Linked DNA regions of Mus musculus: all the other regions are linked to region 2. The links are chromatin contacts, called in public Hi-C maps. All regions are on one chromosome and are shown on one strand. Each heading gives the region's core, a stretch centred on a gene start, on an enhancer-like site or on the middle of the called end of the contact. The rest is flanking DNA. Distances are from core to core; before and after follow the strand shown.

Region 1 (4,330 bases), core at 51-2,550, 550 kb before region 2:
ATCCAACAGAAGCAATTTAAGGCAGAACGGGAGTTATTTTGGTTCCCAATTTGAGGGTACAGTGCATCGTGGCAGGAAAGTCATGCCGGCAGGATCATAGAGCAGCTGCTAACATTGCATCTGCCATCAGGAAGCAGATGAACAGGGCCTGCCGTTCTCTGGCTTTCTCCCATCCAGAACTGCAGCTCCCATGTTTAGAGTGGACCTTTATATACTTCACCTAAGCCAGTCTAGAGACAGGCTTATAGGGATGCACAGAGATTTGTCTCTTAGATTCCAGATCCTGTCACGTTTACAATCTGTACGAACCATCACAAGGACTGTGTGAGAGGAAATAGAACAGGTCAGAGACTCTATCTCAATATCCACGAAGCTCAAAGAAACTCATGAGGCTGTGCTTCGGAGGGCTGTGTGAGGCTCCTCTATCCTTCTTGCTGTTCCAGCTGGAATCCTTGACAGCCTAGTGGGGGAGAATAAGCCCTGGTATAGAGACCCCTGGAACAGGGGACGACTGGCTATGCTTAGGGTTGTAGAAGGAATTGAGGTTACTTGGAAAATATAGGACTGCTTTAAGAAGAATTCAGAGCCTGCCTCCTCCCTGTTCTCCAAGCCTGTGGAAACTGGAAGCCATCTCTCAGTGATTACCTGCCTGGAGCAGGCAGTTTCTAGCTCCCTAATGTCGCCAGGAGAGCAATGTCCTCCTGTTTTGTCTGACTAATTCATTTTCACACACACACACACACACACACACACACACACTCAGCATATCAGCAACAGGCACACACATTGCATGCTGCAGGACTTTCAGTTTGTGATATTTTGAGACTTGAATGGTCTAGAAGGGAGGCAGGGGGAGGTCTCACCAATGTAAGGAAGTGAGTTCCCAGGCTTTGCTCTTGCAAGCATCCAGACTGAGCCCAACAGTCCACAGTTACAACACACACACACACACACACACACACACACACACACTAGGGCTTATTCGAATTCTCAAAGGGAAATAGATTTCACTACAAGCAATCCAATACTGTGGCTACGCAGCCCTTTCTTCTACTTATTGCTAGCTACACACACGCTTCATTTGTTTATGCCTTGGGTATATTTTTGGTTTGTCTGAGTCTCTCACAATCTTTGAAGAGTTAATTCAAAGAGTGAGAGAAATAGTAAGGCAAACACCGTTCTCTGTTCCGCTCTGCTCTGTGTGTGCTTCAGCAGGAAATGCATTTCTGACACTTTTAAAATGAGCAATCACATGTATAATCAACTTGGTTAAAACTTCCTTCCTGGTAACTGCAACACTTCCTCTGCATCTGGATATGAAGGGAGCCCCAGAAAAGAGGAAGAGACGAGGTGCCCCGGGTAGGTCTAGATTCGTTTTTTTTTTTTTTTTCCTAAAGTAAACAAATGATCCTCCTCCGCATCACCTCCAGGGCTGCCTCAGGTACGACTGCTTTCTGTTGTTTGCTCTTTGCTTGGTATGACTTGGAACAGTAACACCTTCCTTCTCAGCTAGAATCTTTTTGTCTGGATCCATTGCCGGTTCAAGCTGAGCCAACCCCCGAGCGTCTGAGTTTCCTTGTCTCGGCGCGCTTAGACTGTGTACATCCACAAAGTTCCGTCCAGCAAGGGCTTGCAGGTGCACTAGTTCTTTCTGTTTTTGTTTGTGCGGAAAGGGGCGGCCACAGAGCCCGTGACGGACAGGCTCCAGAGTCGACCAAGTGCTTGCTTGGGAATTCTGTCCAGACAGTGTTTTTGTAAGAGGACAAAGCTACTTAGTCCCAGCCATGAGGAAACCCAGTGAGTATTTGGTCAGCCTTTTCTCTTCTGTACCTTGTATCGTGCTATATAGCGTGAGTTCCTGCTGTCACTGAGGCAGATAACTGAGTTATATTTGTATGCTTAAATTTGGACATGTTTTATTTTAAGTTCATGTCAGTATCAAAATAGTTTATGGTTCTTTTCTTTGTTGGTTATTCTATACTATACCAAAAGACCAAAGTGAATGCTTTAAGCTACCAAGCAACAGTTGTTTGGGACAGTTGGTTTCATTTATTTACTAAGTATAGCTTCATTATATTTTAAAAGGAGGGAGAATTGACTTTTAAAATAGTTTAACCCAAGAATTGTACATAAGTTGAGATCCAATGTAACTTGTCTTTTATAGCTTTTAATCAAGATCTCCTTTGGGGTATATAATTAACACTCCACTGTTCTTCAGGAAAAACTAATTATGGATCTCATTAACATCAATTAGAGAGTAAATGATATTTTCTGAAATATTTTGTTTCAATATTTGAATGTGGTTTAGAATATAATGTAGTACCAATGTAGCAATGTTAAATATTAAAATCAAAATTTTTATGAATCATTTTTATGGATTATTTTTTAGTTTTGGAACTCTGAGCATTTCAGTCATTAGTTGATGGGTTCATAGTTATGCTTAAATACCTTGTAGAGGGCAAATACCTAAATATAGGTAATATGATGGGAACAAATTTGTAAATTCCTGCTATGGAGATGAAAATATTAGGACATAAGGAAACTGAATTATTGTTTCGGGTCATGGGAGGGCAGGAATCACGTCTTCTACTGTGTCCCCTCTAAAGCAGAGGCAGGCCAAACCAACTGGCTCAGTTAAAATTACCTAAAAGTTCATATTGGTAAAGTCCATGTATGTTAGCACCTCCCCCTGCCCTAATATAGCAGTGATAGCTGGAATGCTCTGCATTCCATGACCAAAATGGTATGTGTGGGGACACGGCTTTGATTACAATCTTCACCAGTTTTACTACACTTGAGTTTTATGAATGGAATGACTAGCTTTCTTATATAGAAAGAAAAAATGAAAAGAAAGAAGACAGGAAGTTGACTAGGGAGACTGGGTTCAGACAGTTTGAAAATAGAGAAGATGAAGCAAGATTGGGTGTCTAGGTTAGAGAAGTGTGAGACTGAACAGAGGAAATGCATCGGCATTGGCTTGTTCTCAAAGTGATGTTCAGGGTCTCACACCGCACCTTAGGGACTCAGCCTTTGCCCTCCACTGTACTGTCTTATGCATCTGTGAGTTTCAGGGTACTTACAAACAGTTGCCATTTTGAGCCAGTAAATGACAGACACTGTGCTAGATGAGGGTTTAACATATTTTTGTGCACATGTGAGGGCGGTATATTGTGTGGTGTGAGCATATGTGTGTGCAGGTGTGCAAGTATACCTGCAGAGGACAGAGGAGACTCTCTCCACCTTATTCCTTTCAGACTGGGTCTCTCACTGAACCTGGAGCTAGGCTGGGAGACAGACAGCAAGCCCCAGTAAGTTTTCTCATCTCTGCTCTCCTCCCAACACAGAGAGAGAGAGAGACAGACAGACAGACAGACAGAGACAGACAGAGACAGAGAGAAAACGTTAGAGACAGACAGACAGAGACAGAAAGAGAGAGAGACCCACCCCTGGGGTTACAGGTCCATGGGGACAATGGTAATGCTTATATGGGAGGTAGGGTATGAACTCTGACCTTATGTTTGTACAGGAAGCACTTTTATCCACTGAGCCATCTCTCCAGGCCCATGGTGCATTAAATGAAAACATCATACACACACACACACACACACACACACACACACACACATACACACACACAAAACTAAAGAAACGGTGTCAGCATGGTTTTTTAAAAAGCTGCGCTGCCTTATTTAACTTTTACCTCCATCTTCTATTTGTAAATAATCAAATTTACATATAAAAATCAGGCTCGGATATTAGGTAGGCTACATCACTCAAACAGTAAGTAGCTGGCAGGGATTCATGTTCTGACCAGCGCTGCTAAAGTCAGCGCTGCCTCCATCTTTCTTGGTCCCTCCAGGCCTTGTGCTCACATCAGCCCACCACACCTTCTCTCTGCCATCATACAGGAATGTGCAGGAAGCAGTGTCTCTTGACAAAGCTCTGTTTCTCCACTCCCAGGTCGCATAGGGCATGGAGCTGGAGAACTATGAACAACCGGTGGTTCTAAGAGAGGACAACCTCCGCCGGCGCCGGAGGATGAAGCCACGCAGCGCAGCAGGCAGCCTGTCTTCCATGGAGCTCATCCCCATTGAGTTCGTACTGCCCACCAGCCAGCGCATCAGCAAGACTCCAGAAACAGCGCTGCTGCATGTGGCTGGCCATGGCAATGTGGAACAGATGAAAGCTCAGGTGTGGCTGCGCGCACTGGAGACCAGTGTGGCTGCGGAGTTCTACCACCGATTGGGCCCGGACCAATTCCTCCTGCTCTACCAGAAGAAAGGACAATGGTATGAGATCTATGACAGGTACCAAGTGGTGCAGACCCTAG
Region 2 (3,729 bases), core at 452-2,951:
TTATATCATATAACAAATTACTTCAAGGAAAGAGCCAAGCTTTTACAAGTTTAAATAGGATAAGAAGCAGAAGTGCCCATCTGACTTACTTCCAAGGAACCAATGAGGACCTCTGCAAAGTGATTTTAACATTATAGAATGGGAGTGTTTGGATTCTAGACAGGAATAAACTCCACAGCACAAAGGAAGGGAATGTCCTTAAAACAAAGGGCTTTATTTAATTGCTGAGACTTTACTTAATTGTATTTGAAACCACAGAAGGAAAAAAGCAAGCATAGTTTTAAGTTCAGTTTAAGCTCAAAGGCTGGACAGCTATTAAACACACACACACACACACACTCGTTTCAGGATTTTGAAACTTGGTTAAATTTAAATTTCAATTAAGACACAAAGATGAGGTGCATCAGGCAGAAACTCTAAGAATATACCACAACCTAACTCTGAAAAACATCACTAGTCTTGACAAGATATAAAATATCTATTAAAAAGATATAAAATATTCAACAATCAGGGAAAACACCATAATTTAAATTTCAGTTTGATCCTTTAAGCCACTCTTATGTGGAAAATTAAAAAAAAAAATCTGTTCCTACTGTATGCAGAATACTGCTTTTAACTCTGTGGAATATAAAAAGAGGTTCCTATGCTTGGCTTGGTAGCCTTTGATCCCAGCAGGTGGTAGACAGAAGCAGGTGTATCTCTGTGAGTTCAAGGCTAGACTGACTGATCTACAGGGAGTTCCAAAACAGTCAGGGTTTCATAGAGTAACCCTGTCTCAAAAACAAGGGGGAAGGGGATTGGGGAGGAGGAGGCGCAAGGGCCTCGGAAGCAATTAAGGTGATAAATGCAAACGCTTTTAATAGATGAAAGAACTTAGTGTCAACTAGAGAAAAGATGGGATGATTAAGGCCTAATACCTTTAGCAAACTGAATTTTGTTCTGTCTCTCAGATTGAGCATTAATACAACCGAACTTGACTTTCAAGCGTACTATACTATAGAAAGGTATATAGTTAATTTACTTGGGATAATTTCTCTTCAAACTACCAGTAATCCTGACTTCAGTACTCGACATGTATGGATAACAGAGGCACCTGCATAGCCCAAGAACTGAACACGGAAATTTCCAACTCCACATTTTGCATCCTCCATCCCTTTCCTTAAGCAGCGAGCGGTCTGTCACCTAGGGTGAGTTCACACTTCTGGGCACGGACAGTGCAATCCTTGGTCAGGAACTGAGCAGCAGTAGCGGCTATCAGCCCCGACCACGTCGTGCAGGAACTACAGCGATGTCCCGGGCGCATCATGATCCAGTGCAAACCCCAGCAACTAGACACCAGGTGTTTTCCCCAAGACACCCACGGGAAGAGAGGAACACGTTCCCCGTGAAACTGGGGGACCAGGACAATCCCGGACGCCAGGGGGCCGGGCGGAGGGGAGTGGCCAAGTCCAGACAGGAAAACTTTGTGCAAAGTGACCGGTAGGATTCTCGGACTCTGCGCAAGGCAGGGCGACCCAGGCCGGGCCACCGTCCGACGCCTTACCGTCCTGCAGGATCGCCTGCACGGTCGCCGCCACTACTGCGGAACCCGAAGCCCCACGGCCTGCTACGGAAATTGTGCTGTCTCCACCTTCCATGTTGGCAAGTGCCGGGTTGATGACGTCTTGCAATCGCCCCGCCCTCCAAGTGACGCAGAATCAAGGCGCCGCCCCACCTGCCCGGCCCGGGTTGCGTTTGGGAACCTAAGTACTACAATCCTACGTGCAAGGAAAGACAGGTCGCCGCCGGGGCCTTCTCCCATTCCGCTCCGGACGCAGCCACCGCGCCGATCTCCAACGCAAGTATTGGGCCTGAGAACTCCGGCGTGGGGAAGAGGCTCTTGGGAGCGTCACGGCCCTCCTCGCCCAACACGTGGGAGCTTAGGGCTGCTCAGCCTTACCTAGTCCCCGCCTGGAGTGGCAAGCCCGGGTAGCAGGCAGTATATGCTGGGGAAGAATAGTTGTTAAGCTCTGCCCTTAAAAATAAAAACGTTTAAATATTCGTAACTATTTATTGAGTTGGTCTGGAGCTACTCTGCATTTTGCATTCCCTTAACATCGCCTCAGAAGATTTTTCCCTCCTGTGTTTGACCTCAGTCACGATGCGGTAGCGAGAGGCAGCGCGCCTAGAGTTGCATTAGATTTCAGTATGCATAGTTTACGAAACTACTTTGTTTGTAATAATCATACACGACGAATAGCATTATCTGAATTACAGGATGATTTTCTTTCCTTAGCTTTCTTGTTTTTCACAAAAAAAAGATTGACTTTAGTCTACATATTAATATGCAATAAAGTTTTTAACGCCCACTATACATACCAGCACAAGTTTTCAAAAAAAAAAAAATTCACTTATATTTTAAAAGGAATTCTAGGTGTAGAAGCACATATTACCAAAATATTATGTCCGGTGCTGCATGCTTTGGAGAACTTTAAAACAAAATATTGATACCTTCATCCCATAAGTTCAGAGAGCTGTTTTTGGTCTTGGATGTGACTTAAGCATTTTTATTCCTAAAAGTTTCTGCATCCTAATTTACTATCAAGATTGAAAGCTATAGCTTATTCAAGAAATTCATACTGAAGCAGACTTTGCCATTTAGTCTGGCCACAAGAATGAGTAAGAGCAAAATCATGCTTTAGAAAGTCAGTCATGACGCCATTGCCGATCACCACCTCCTAGTGTGTACCAGTTCTGTAATGTGTAAGATTCTTCCCTCCTTTGCAAATAGTCTCTTAGTGGTTTACTCCGTGTTTATTCCTCATATCGACATAGCCCATCTCTGACTTAGCTTAATTACGCTCCCATTTTCCTCTGAACAGTGTTGACACTTCCAAAGATTTCTTGCAAGCCATGACATCCTTCAGTATATTGGCCTTGTGTTCATTTAGCCTACTGCCAAACATTAAAGACTGAATTTTGAACAACTAGCCTTTTATAGAGTTAGCTTTTATCTGGCAATAGATTACAAAGGCCAAAATGGAATATAAAAACAAAAACTATGAAGTCAAAAGCTTTAAGTACAACATGAAAAATATTAAACAATTTTATCACTTGTACTTTGGGCATAAAAGTTATTTACGGTGCACTTACTTGGTAATAACTGAATATCTTCACTGGTAATAAATTTAGATTATTTAAAATAATAAAGTTGTTTCTGCCTTCTGATTCACAAAAAAACTAGAATAAAAGTATCAGAGTTTCTTTTTTAAGTTGTATGTGTATGTATGTAGATGAATATATGTGTGTGCTACAAGTCCCCTCAGAGGCCAGAGGTGTAGGACCCCCTGAAACTGAGCATAGAAGTACCATGATCCTCCCAATGTGGGTGCTAGAAACTGAACTCAGATCCTCTGCAAGAATAGTCCATACTCCTAACCACTGAGCAATCTCTCTAGCCCCAAAATACCAGGATTTGTTTTGAAATACGAGTTTCTATTACTGCCACCTAACTTTCCTTTTTTTCGGTTTGTCTATCATACAAAGTATTTTATGGGAAGCAATTAAAGCCAGATCCCTTGGTTTAATCATGAAAGTAAAATGCATGAAATTAAAAACGAATCTGAAGTTGGGTATGGAGGCACACCAGGGTAATCCCAGCACCGGCAAGGTTAGGTTAGCAACTATGTAAGCTAGCCTGGTATATAGCAAGATCCTGTCTCAAAAAATAAGCAAAAAAGTAACAATCAA
Region 3 (3,885 bases), core at 1,367-3,866, 640 kb before region 2:
TGAGACACGGAGAATACAAAATTACTTCCGATTCTGCCTTCAAATATCTTATATCCTAAATAACTTGATTTATAGTGTTTAATGGTCATTAAGATTAAGAGTTGTACAGGGAAGAAGACAAATAGTCCCTGCATTGTCTCCCAAATGCATTCGCAAGTGAGGATTTTGTGGTGTTGCTTCTATTAATGGGTTTTAGTTTGTCCTCTGTGGTCAGGAAAGATTCCTGGTGTAACTTCAGTCTTCCTACATTTTTGAGACTTATTCTGAGACCTGATCTGTGATCTGTCCTGGAAAATGGTCTGTGTACTTGGAGAACATGGGCACTCTATTCTCTTAGGGTGTAATGTCTGCTATGTGGCCATCATCAATTTGTCTACATTTATGTTCAAGTTCACTGTTTCTTACTGATTTTCTATCTATAGATTCTAGCCATTTTTGAAAACGAGGTATTGAAATTAGAAGTTAGAGACCATCCTGGCCTCCACAGAAAGTTCCAGACCAGCCTGTACTAGAGTATGAAACTGTCTCATAAACCATTCCAAAATTTCCACCCAAATTCTCAAGTAATCTTAGAAATACCTATACCATATACGCAGTACATATTTTATGCTTGTGCAGTTCACATTTACAGTATTGATCTATGCAGAATTCACCTGGTATGTTCTCTAAACATTTCCAAAATGATAAGCCAGTTCCCAGGCTGTTAGTTACTGAAAGGCCCTTTCTATCCCGTTGTGTTAACATGCTGATTTGCACATACTGAACTGTCAGAAATAGTTGTCTTGGTTAGGGTTTCTATTGCTGTGAAGAGACACCACGACCACAGCAACTCTTATAAAGGGAAGCATTTGATTGGCAATGCCTTATGTTCAGAGGTTTAGTCCAATTATCACCATGGAAGGAAACTTGGCAGCATGCAGACAGATGTGGTGCTGGAGAGGTAGCTGAGATCTGGAACAGCAGACAACAGGAACAGAGAGAGCCACTGGGCCTGGCTTGAGTATTTGAAATACCAATCACCCACTACTCACCCACTACCCACCTATCCCCACCCCTGAACCTCCCCAACCCCACTCCAACTTCCATAACACACTTCCTCCAACAAGGCCACGCCTCCTAGTGCCATTCCCTAAGCATCCAAATATGAGCCTATGGGCCCCTTCTTATTCAAAGCTCCACAATTTCATTATTGCTCTTCTCTATTTTCTCTGGATTCTGGTGAAGTTTGAGGGCAGAGGGTTCCAGACTTCCCTTGCTTACAGTATTTTCTTGAGCCTTTGAGTCCAGAAAGCTGAAAACTACGTTTTCCATATTCCACAGTAGATATATTATTTAGATGTTTTTTTTTTTCACATAGGGTCTCTGGTAGCCCAGGCTGGTCTCAAACTTCCCACATAGCCAAGTGTGATCTTGGATCCTCATCCATCCCCCTGCCTCCATCTCCCAGGTACTGGACCTAGATTTGGTTTTAAGTTAGACTTAGATGTAGCCAACCCGATGCATCAGTACAAGCCTTAGCTGGCAGGCACCTCTGGAACTGGCCCTCTCTGCCACTAGATGGGCAGAGGTCTCAGTGCCAGTCACTGCTATTTTGACTGTTATGAGTCCACAGGGCCTGGTTTTCCTGGTACACACTGCAGCAGGGGCAGACCTGTGGAGCACACAGCAATCCTGACAACTTCCTGCTCAGAGTGACGTCCTCACCAGGACATGGCCAACACAGCAGCTGCCCAGTGACACCATTTTGTACTGTGGTTTCAAGAGTCATTTCTGAAAGCTCCACCTAGTGTCTGGTCCTCGGCACACTGTCAACATTTCCACAAGCCGCTCAGCTTCCTAAGTCACGTGAATTCTGTCCCTCTAACTGGACTTAATAAATTAGCAGCCTGGCTTTGGCAGAGGAGACTCGCTTCCATTTGCTGGGCTCTGGATAGCAGGAGTTTTAAAAGGTTGCAGCTTTAGGTTTCTCTATTAACAAACAAACCCCTCAGAAGGGTGAGGCGTGAGAATCTTGGGTTTGGGGTCAGACTGGGCAGCCTAGTGAGACTCTGTTAAGAAGGAAGAGAGGAACAGAGAGAGAGTGAGGAGGAAAAGATGGAAGGGAGGCAGGGAGGGAGAGAGAGAGAAGGAGAGGAAGTTGCTTTCGTGGTTTTGCTTAGTCATTCCAAGGTTAATGTCCTCTTTTAGGCGAACCAAAAGAACTAATCCCTGTGTCGATATTCTATCCAGAAATACGTAGAAGATACTCGTGTATTTTGAAGTCACAACCCAAACATTATACCTTAGTAATGGAATCATCCCATTGGTCAGAACAGAGGCTGTTCTGTAAACAATTTTCTAAACATGATAGATTCGAGTCTTCATTTCTCCAGTTGTTTAAGCCTTTGCTACTCCAAGTGTGGCCTGTAGGGGTCAGCAGCACCGACTCAGACTGCCTCACCAAGATCTGTTTTTAATGGATCTCGCGCTGAGAGTAAGATTAGGCTTGGAAGTCAAAGAGCTACCCCAGGCCTTGAAGAGGGCACAGCAGCCTTGCCTGGCTCATCTCCTTCAGCCCACCCTTCTACAAAGCGGGACTTCAGGGAAGCAGGATTGTCTGGAGCGTCAAATTCCCGAGAGCGCCACCTTGTGGTAATTTTGAGGTATTTTAAAACGAGGCGCCTTAGATCACACTCCCTGCTCTTCAAGTTTATCAGCTTGAAAGTCTGGGGTTTTTTCCTGTAGCCGATTTCCCTCGCCCTTTCTTTCTCGGTCTCTTTTCTCTTTTCTTTATTACAGGAGCTTACCCATCGTCGCCCAGGGCTTGGTTTAAATGTCAGTACATTTTCCGTGGTTGTCATTTTGTGTTTTTACGAAGTCTGGATTTAAGTGACATATTCTGGAGACTACCACATTCGCCAAGGTTCTTTGAAGCAGGGCACCCAGAGAGGCCTGATTTGTTAACTCATTCATCATTTCTCTGGCTTCTGTGGGCACTTAGTGATTTAACCTTGTCTCCTTTTTCTTTCTTTCTTTGTTTTGTTTTTGTTTGTTCGTTTCTTCTAGCTATATAGAAGTTTTTGAGTTAGTAAAGAACTCATAGTCCACTGCAATGGACATCAAACTACTACCACTAAACAGCTGCTTTTTACTTCCTTCATTTTGCTTTCCACTTATCTGTTATTCACTGGGTGTTGTGCTGTCCTTGTGATCAAACGACAATTGCAGGAGCAGATTGGCTCCCTCCACCTTGTGGGTACTGGGGATCGAACTCAGGTCATCATGTCCTGAAGCAAATGCTTTGTCAAGGGAGCCACCTCACCAGCCCTGCTTCATTTTCATGTGGGGAATTTCCATCCGTTTTTTGTTTTTGGTTTTTTTTTGGGGGGGGGGGTTGCTGAAATTCAAATATTGCATCATCTCTAGCAGGTCTAGGTTACACCACACCCTAGCAATGTGAACCTGATAAACTGGTATTTCTGTGAGGGAATATTTCACCAGTCTATGGATTAATCACTCCTGACTCCTTACTCAGCGGTGTGCACTGTAGAATTTAGGAGACCCATGGTTACAGCGTTTTGTCCACTGTATTCAATCACCCTGTTCATTATTCTCCAGGTAACCAGTTTCCCTGTCATATTCAAAATCCATGTAAGATAGACAGAGCCATTCTGTGACCCAGCAATTTTAGTCCTGGGTGTATGCTTCAAGGGTAGTAAGGACTTCTATTCACACAGAGTCTTGTAGACGAATAGTTATAGCAAACATAATTCTCTTGTCTTATTCCTCTGGTTAAACCATTGTGTACTGTATGCAATAAGGATGGAAGGAGTGTGTATCCTTCACTCCACCCAGACTATAAGAAAAGTGCTCTGAGCTTTTCCTCATTTATTATAAGATTAACTA

The links. Hi-C and Micro-C count contacts between places; a contact is called where the count stands out from the background.
Region 1: a contact with region 2 is called in a Hi-C map of B cells, with 5 read pairs. The contact joins the promoter of Pik3cg here to the promoter of Dus4l in region 2. A contact is called at or near these places in 1 of 39 promoter capture datasets (pre-B cells), 1 of 484 Hi-C or Micro-C datasets (B cells), 3 of 115 datasets of contacts at active chromatin or transcription factors (CD8 T cells, bone marrow-derived macrophages and effector CD8 T cells) and 1 of 9 other capture datasets (pancreatic islet).
Region 3: a Hi-C map of CD8 T cells shows a contact between it and region 2, with 6 times the contacts expected there. The contact joins the enhancer-like site here to the promoter of Dus4l in region 2. A contact is called at or near these places in 1 of 39 promoter capture datasets (pre-B cells), 1 of 484 Hi-C or Micro-C datasets (CD8 T cells) and 1 of 115 datasets of contacts at active chromatin or transcription factors (acute myeloid leukemia).

The regions. Positions count from the first base shown.
Region 1 is chr12:32,205,629-32,209,958 of GRCm38.p6, reverse strand. It overlaps Pik3cg (phosphatidylinositol-4,5-bisphosphate 3-kinase catalytic subunit gamma), which reads left to right and starts at 1,300. Exons shown (of 11, transcript NM_001146200.2): 1 at 1,300-1,441; 2 at 3,961-4,330. The coding sequence starts at 3,973.
Region 2 is chr12:31,652,798-31,656,526 of GRCm38.p6, reverse strand. Dus4l (dihydrouridine synthase 4-like (S. cerevisiae)) reads left to right here and starts at 1,701. Exons shown (of 7, transcript NM_028002.2): 1 at 1,701-1,837. Cog5 (component of oligomeric golgi complex 5) reads right to left here and starts at 1,658. Exons shown (of 23, transcript NM_001163126.1): 1 at 1,544-1,658. The coding sequence starts at 1,637.
Region 3 is chr12:32,290,827-32,294,711 of GRCm38.p6, reverse strand. No RefSeq gene overlaps it. Among named protein-coding and RNA genes, the nearest start is that of Gm33308, 47 kb to the right of the region's middle. Within about 2 kb of position 2,616, at least 191 of the 459 cell types and tissues checked have an H3K27ac peak or open chromatin away from gene starts, as enhancers often do. A contact at or near this core is called in CD8 T cells, acute myeloid leukemia and pre-B cells, where this site is marked.